Linked DNA regions of Zea mays: region 2 is linked to region 1. A link is a contact called in public Hi-C data. All regions are on one chromosome and are shown on one strand. Each heading gives the region's core, a stretch centred on a gene start, on an enhancer-like site or on the middle of the called end of the contact. The rest is flanking DNA. Distances are from core to core; before and after follow the strand shown.

The links. Hi-C and Micro-C count contacts between places; a contact is called where the count stands out from the background.
Region 2: a contact with region 1 is called in a Hi-C map of ear, with 3 times the contacts expected there. The contact joins the promoter of LOC100280504 here to the promoter of LOC100281580 in region 1. A contact is called at or near these places in 6 of 25 Hi-C or Micro-C datasets (bundle sheath, ear, endosperm and 2 more) and 1 of 3 datasets of contacts at active chromatin or transcription factors (seedling).

What each region holds. Positions count from the first base shown.
Region 1 is chr6:119,467,628-119,471,788 of Zm-B73-REFERENCE-NAM-5.0, forward strand. LOC100281580 (smr domain containing protein) reads right to left here and starts at 2,495. Exons shown (of 7, transcript NM_001154499.2): 1 at 2,112-2,495; 2 at 1,905-1,956; 3 at 1-621. The coding sequence starts at 553.
Region 2 is chr6:119,613,165-119,617,325 of Zm-B73-REFERENCE-NAM-5.0, forward strand. LOC100280504 (G protein-coupled receptor) reads left to right here and starts at 2,126. Exons shown (of 9, transcript NM_001153424.2): 1 at 2,126-2,406; 2 at 3,519-3,550; 3 at 3,882-4,051. The coding sequence starts at 2,212.

The DNA of each region.
Region 1 (4,161 bases), core at 1,245-3,744:
CAGAAAAGCTTACACCAGATTCAGAATCATAATGAAGGTCCTGGTTTCCATTAGCAATATGAAGATCACCAATATAATTTTGCTCCCAGTTGCTTTTATCTTCATATAGCATATTAGTATGTTCTAGTTCCAGTTCCAGGCCCTTGGTAACTGGAGAAGATAATTCGTGATATTCTCTTGAGAAGCGACTGGAAGTTGTCCCATAAAAGGGGGGTGCATTCAAGGATAATCCAGCAAGGGACAGTTCAGGCCCTTGTTCAACTTTCTCAAAAGAAGTGAAGTCTGGAATAATGTCATCCGGAAGCTGCTTATGCCAAAACTGGTGTGCCTCATCATCTGAGTTATTAGACTTTGATGGCTCAGGCCTATCTAGAATTGTTTTTCCAGAAGAACCCCTGAAATCTGACTTATCTAGAACTGTACCATTTCCAAAAGATGGTTTAACAAATGACGGTACAAACTCCGCTGCATTGGGATTTAATGATGTGACTTTACTAGCTAAGACTGAACATGCATCTCCACTATTTGAAACAACTTTATTTAGTGAACTCATCTTAACAGATATTGTATGCAAGGTTACATGTAAAAGGGAGATGCTTTCAATAATGATTTACCCAAGCCCTGCGAAGAAATGGAAAAAAGAGTTATGTAAAGGCATGGTGGAGCACCCAATCCTTGGACGAACACTAAAAAGTAGACTTTTCAAGGTTCATCAATGTAGCCTAAATAGAAAACTTGTCAGTGAAATACTCTTAAAAATGCAGTGGTCTACAAGAATAAAGTCCCTACTTACAGGTTGGCTACAGCCATTTATTATTCACACACAATTACTTCCCCCTACCATAAATATATGTCCATCCATGCTTGTCCCAACTCAAGCTATTTTTTAAACTTTGACTATCCATATACATAGAAGTCTTATCTTAAATGAAACTGTTTTTAAAAGTGAATCTAATAACAACAATCTCCTATTGTCAATGTACATAAATTTTTTATTGATGGTCAAAGTTGACTAAGTTTGACTTACGACAAACCTAGATGTATCTATATTTACGGCCAGATGAAGTAGATATAATAATCAGAAAGCATCAGGTAGCTCTTTGTTAGTAGATCTTTACAATAGGATAATACTTGAATAGTAATAAATGACTTCCTGGTTCCTATAATGAAAACCACAATTAAATAAATTAGACAGTGCGGCCAAGGTTTTCTTAGAAGAGCCTCCTTATCGCTATTGCTTCAGAAAGCATTTTCCTTATTATCCCAGTCACAGTGAGGCGGTTATGCCACCACCAACATCAATCAAATTGGTAATTCCCAAAGACCCAAGAATTGTAGCTTTCTTTCCCAAAACCGATAGCATGTTCAAACAGAAACAAAAAGCAGATGTTTCCTGTCACTCATATGCATGCGTCCTTTACTAAAAGAAGATGCAGCAGGGTACTGCATCATAAAGGAAGTGTTTTCTTTGCAACATGGTGTTCGTTTGCACCCTCCAATTTCACAACTATAAGCTGTTCAGCTGAGCTTAAACAGACGACTGCTGCAGCCATTCAACAGTGCTTCACTGAGTAGTTTCCAGCCATAGCTGCAGCGGTTGCAGCTGTGCTTTAGCTAAAGCGAACGCCGTGTATGTTTTTTTTTCTGGTCAACTAAACATTGTTGTGTATACATACATAAACAGCAATCGAAGCAGACAATAGGCAACAAAATAACGAATTAATGCTGTTATCAAATGAGCCAGCAACGGATAAACTTGAGATGCTGCCCTAGTAGCCGTTCTCAAACTGAAGCCCTCAAGGCTTCAAACCCATCAATTGCTTGCAACTCCAGCCACAATCATACTAATAATTACACTTGAGCGCAGCCAAAATAGCAATAAAAAAGTTGAGCAAAGAGTGCACCTGCTTTGCTTAATTGCTCTGCACGCTCACGACGTCCAACCGACGCTACAGCCTACAGCGGCGTGAAAAAAGAAGAGCTGTTTTTTAACTCCACACACGGAACAGGAATTACCAACCGACCGACCCAGTGTACCCGATTCGGACCAGATCTTCGTGGAATTCACCAGATCTATCTAGAGAAGAAACAGGGAAACAGGAAACCAGTACCTTCCCGCCGGTCGATGAGCTGATACGTAGCGCGCTCAGGCGACTGGCCCATGGGGCGGCTGGCCTCAGGCGGGGCAAGCTAAAAAGAGCCCTCCCGCCCGCCGCGGTTCGGGCTCTCCTTCCTGAACAAGGTCGAGTTCGGCTCCGGATCCGGCTGGGCCACGGGGAAGTCGGAGGCGGACGGGTGCGGACGGAGACGGGGGCGGAGAGGTGGGGGTGAGCGGACAGAGCGAAGATGGGCGTGGTCGCTGTGGATGGAGGCGAGGCGGGTGGGTGGGTGGACGGGTGAGGCCGTGAGCTGAGGTGAAGGCGAGGTGAGGTGAGGGAGATGGGGTGGTGGAGTTTGACCCGACGCGGCGGGGGGTGGCCGGGTGGGGCCCGCGCGGCCAGTGTAGGGCGCGGTGGCGTCGAGGGGAAGGGTGCGGCGCGGTGGGTGGCGGCCAGCCTCGGGATCCGGGTCCAGCACGGGCGCACGCGCACCTGGCGATCGGATGGGCGTCGGCCGATACGAATATGCACGCGCACCTGGCGATCCGGGTCCTGCAGTCCTGCTTCTCGAGCCGGTGCGGTACCGTGCGCAGGGTTGCTTCTCCCGTGCTGGTCGCGTCTGCGTTGGCTGAGCCAGCCAGGTTCATGGCCTCTGGGGAAAAATAAAAAAACTTTAATTTAAGCACCTCATATCCAGCCAGGTTCATCACGAGCATCTCCATCTCAATAATCCTAATCTCAAACTTTAATTTAAACAAAAATATAAAAAAAACAAGTCTCCAATAGATCTGTATCAACACCTCGTATCCCTCCGCACACGAGAAATACACATCACCTGCAGAAATCTTCGCATGGACTTTCCCTCCCAATCCTGGTCCGATCTCGCCTCCAACTCACGAATGCTCTCTTCCAAATAGCCAGAACAGTACATCTGTTCAAAAGGGTAGTTGTTGACGCCGATCTGAGCTTCAATCATTATGAGCTATATCAATGTCGGTGCTATCTGCAGTAGCGTGGGCGGTCTGCAATCTAGGGTCGGACGGTCCACGACCTGCGACGGGAGTGAGTTCTTCTCTGCGCCGAAGTCGGACGGTCCGCGTCTGGTGGCCGGATGGTCCGCGTGTACGCAGAGGCGACGGCGTTCGCTAATAGCATCTGGATCTGACCCCTGAGAGGGACTCCTCAGTTAGGAAAGATCCTAGGAGTTGTCTTGTGATCGGCATGCCACCCAATATACCTTCAGACGACGTAGAGCCGAAGAGAGGTGAAAACGGAGATGAGAAGGCTAAGTTACTGCTACTTCTAGGGCATGAAAAGTATAAAAATGATAACTAGATTGATTGATTCGATTGTTGATGATTTAATTAGTAGTACTCCTTCAAATATATATGGGGTCTAGACCCATTCCTAAGCGTTTTCCAACAACTCCCACAGGTTTAGAGGGATAAACATGCCTGGAGAAAGGATTTTAGCTGCCTCATCTAATCCTAATGTGGACTGCCCGCGCCTATAGATGGACTATCCGCAGTCCGGACCGTATAGGGCTCAGGGCCAGACCGTCCACCCGTACCTAGTGCCACAGATGGTGCTCAACACATACCCCTGCCTTTTGGGAAAGTTGAGCAAACCAAAAGCACTGGTGCGGACTAGAATCAACTCGAATATGTCAATATTAGTTTCTCTAAACATCTTGCCACATATTAGGATGATATTGCTTCAAGAAACGACCATTCAGTGCCTTGGGTAGGTCCACACCTTGTAAAGTCTGTAACATGTATGCATTGCTAACTATTACCTGTGTGATTCTATAAGGGTCTTCCCAGCTCGGTGACCATTTGCTAACTATTAGTGGCAAGATGGTCTTCCACACCATATCTCCAACCTAGGATGATTTATCTTGACCTTCTTGTAGTAAGTTTTAGCAACAATGATCTTGTCTTTCTCGATTTCTCCTAGAACCATCAAACTCTTGTCGGTCACTTCATCGATATTGTCAATCATCAAATTATAATAATCACCGATAGGTAGATCATTATGCTTATCAAACATGACAACATTCATG
Region 2 (4,161 bases), core at 876-3,375, 150 kb after region 1:
GTCAAATAAAATATAGAGCCAAACAAAATTGTTTATGAAGGTTGCGTATAATGTGACTTCAGGGGCTTGAATAACCCACCACAATCCACACGAGTACAAGCTCTAGTGTCTGGTGTCAACGCGTGTGTGGCCATCAGGGCTACGACAACACAGCCAGCCTTCGTAATTAACGCAACAAGCACAATTATGGCTCGGTAATCGGGGTACACGATAAGTCCACGTAATGTGCGCAACAGGCGCAATTGTGACTCGATGATCACGGGAGACAGACAGTGCCTGCAGGGCATGCGAAAAATACGCGACTCGGCAATGGCGGTCCGACTCAACGGGAGCGATCCGACTAAGCAAGAGTGCGACATAGCAATCACATGACGCAACCAAGTTCGAACGACATAAATACTATGACGTGTTGCCAGGGCGCAGCCAATGTTTAGCCAATGTCTTAATTCAGCCGATTAATAATGTAACCTGATCGCCACATCTGTGTACCCACTATACCATTTAATCGCTCGGCGTGAGTCTGAAGCTCAACGCAACACAAATATTTAGAGCAATTTAAGTATGAACAATATAGATTTTACATGCATTTTAATAATTTTCTGCTAAATATCCGCTACGAGAAATAAAAGCAGAAAAATAGACACCAAAATTATTGCATGAGCATAACACATCAGGTGTAAAAAGCATTTTCCATATTTAAATATGTATTTTTCTACTAATTATTTACTGCCGGAAATAATTAATTAAAATAGAAATTGTAACATAAAATATGCTTTATTCTACTTGTTATTTACAACAGGAAATAAATAGAATAAATAATATAGAGCATGTATTTTTTACTAATATTTATTGTAGAAAATAATTACTTAGAGTAGGAACCGTAACATAAAATCTGTTTTATTCAGGTATAACTGAACCCAACTGAACTAGTCCACGATTCTGGTTCTCATTTTTTCATCACGAAGAAAAGAAATCTAAAAAGGACCCACAAAAGCTGGAGGCGTTGACTCCACTTCATTAATCTTACATGCCCGTCTTTAATCTTGCATGCACGTCCGGATGGGCAAGGGCGCAAGGCTCCAGGCCTCCAGCCATGCAGTTGCATGTATGTGCCATTACTTCCATGCGCCATCACATACATGCACCATCACGAGTTCACGGCAGCATGCAAGCAAGTCAGTGGCCCCACCTGTATCTATCGTAGGAGCAATTAGCGGAGTCAAGTTCGCGGTCAGTAACTGCCTGCATGGACGATCCACTCCTCTCTGCGCGTGTGACGCACGATCGAGGCCCGCCAGCGAGGTAGCCAGGATGCCCGCAGCGGAGGCGCATTGAGCAGCGGGCCCACGCGACGCAGTAGGATCAGCGGTGCGCGACGTCAGGTCAGTGCAGCGCGCTAGGCGGATTGTTGCATGGGCACGTTCTTTGGAACCCACCAGAGATTGTGGAGCAGCAAGGACTCCCACCGAAACAAACATGAGAGCAGGAAGTTCCGCTAGGTGAGATCCTATGAACAGTAGATCTAAAAAAATACCGTTCGATTGCGTAGAGGGTAATCGAAGTCTGTCGCGTAGGACAGTTCGGCTAGGCCGGTGACCTGCCGGCTCGATGAAGAGTTGATGCAGATCTGATCCCGCAGCAACGTGGAGGTAGAGCGTGCTGATAACGTGTTGAAAACTACGTTACCACGGATCACCAGATCCGCTTCCTTCCCTCCCGTCAGCAGTAGAGGTGCAAGAAGCTGTAGAGAACCCGTCTCCCTTCCCATAAGCACGACAGAGGAAACACACGATACACATGATATAGGGTTGGGCCTCTGGCCTCTTTCTGATCTCTGTATTATGAGGGGTGTACAGGTACCTTATATAGAGATGTGAGACCCCTCAGGAGCAAAGCAGGTATTTGCCTATATAACCCTAACTAGGGTTACTTAACACTTCTATCATATTGTGGGTTTAAAGCTTATCTGTTGCCCTGCTTTTTAACATTCATTTTAGGCTGAATTGATTTTGAAGAAATGTAAGGATTTTTTTTTAAAAAAAGATAACGCAGGAGGCCAACTACCGAGGAAAGCCCAGATAATTACACACTAGCTTCACGGTGAAGGCAGTCGGGGTCACAATTCACAACTCCCAACCCAATCCAGCCCAGCAATCAACAATTCCCCCGGTCGTTTTCACTTGACATCCCCCGTCCCATAGATCGCCGGCGATGGCTCCGGCCGTTGCCGCGGCGGCGTCGGCGGCGATGAGGCAGGCACTGCGGGACCGGCAGATCCTCGATGCCGTGGGCACTGGCGCTGCGGCGCTCTCGCTGGCAGGCTCCTCCTTCATCGTGATCTGCTACCTCCTCTTCCGCGAGCTCCGCAAGTTCTCCTTCAAGCTCGTCTTCTACCTAGCCGTCTCGGTGAGTGGCCTGCTCGAACTTAGATGCTTTTCAAGGGTTTTCGGGTTTGAGCCGCTAGTTGTGCGATGTATCGTGGCTGTTATTTCAAAAATAGCCATGAATAACCACAGAGCCGCTAGGTGTTAGCCTTCAGTGTCATTGAAAATAGTCGTTCATGGCTAGCAAGGAAAATGGTCATTCATCACACACCCTTAGTTTAGAAGAGGTGTGAGTTAATTTTATGCATATTAGATGCATTAGTTCTCCACTTCTCCAGAATCTGGTGTCATCAGTAAGCAGGGAACTGGACCTTCAGAAATGTGCATACCATCGTCAATTTTCACCTACGAGGTAGATTTCAACAGTTGTGTGATAACCTTAGTCTAGTGCCGTCATAGCACATACTGTACATGTTTTACACTTGGATTTGGATTTTGTTTGAAACACCATTCCAATTCCAGTGGTTAAAGTATGACACTAAGATATTTAAGGGGTATTTGGCATCGCTCGAGAGCAAAACTCCAAGAGAAACTGGCCAGAGCTAGCCAATACCTTAACTCTAGAGTTATAAACTCCATAGAGTTTTGAGGCTGCAGTATTCTTAAAAAGCAACCTATACATGGAGTTTGAAGGTATTTATCCACCACTGGCACTTATGAGAAAGCAATCTAGACTCCAGAGCACAGTTGCTCCACCTAGAGTTTTGAAGCAGAGTTGCTTTAGAGTGGAGCAGAGTTATGCCAAACACCCCCTTGAAGTCTTGAGTCTATGATTTGTTGCAGGGACACATGTGCTCTGCCTCCAATTGGATAGTGCCTACTGCCTAGATCACTAGATGGGAATGGGAGCATATTTTTCATACATATAGTTCAGAGTTCATTCTTAAATATGGAATCAGCTGGTGTCATATTACTTATTTTGTTGAATATTGAAACCAATGGCCATAATAAGCACCTAGTTAACTAGTTCATCACTTGACAACTAGTTTGTTTTTGAGAAAAAGGAAAAAAAATGATGTTACATGTCTAGTTGCTTAGCTGACACATAGAAACATTAGCTGAAGCTTGGTTTGTTCATTATTGCTATTGCTCTAGCTGTTTCATGTTTTATGATAACTTTGTTGTCAATTGCAGGATATGTTTTGCAGCTTATTCACTATATTGGGGTATGTTGCATTTCTTCTCCTACACATAAATACTTCCTCAGTTTCATGCTCAGTGTTAATTTACTTTTGCTATTAACAGCCTACCAGAATGAAGATATGCAGAATCAGTTATGCTTATTATTCAATTCATGGCCAAGTAATTTGAACCTTACCCTTGTATTCTGCTTACTAAGAAATATCAATGCCAGTATTAAAACAGAATAATTGTTTTTTTTGTTTAAGAAAAACACACCAGACTATTCTTTCTCTCATTTGTCTCTGTGTCTGAATGCATATTTTGGTTATGTGCTCATGGTAAAACATTTCTTAACGATGTTTTCTTATGTTGCAGGGGGCCATCGAATGCATTTTACTGCTTTGCACATGACTACAGTGCTCATTTCTTCTGTGTGGCTTCTTTTCTATGGACAACCACCATATCATTCACTCTGCATCGCACAGTTGTAAAACACAAAACTGATGTTGAAGAATTTGGATCTATTTTCCACTTATATGTGTGGGGTATGCAAACTGTCGATTACATATTTGCCTTTGTTTGAATTTATATTTTCCAAATTAAGTAACATTTTGGACAAGTTAGAGAACAGTTTCTGGAGAGACCTTGTGTTGAA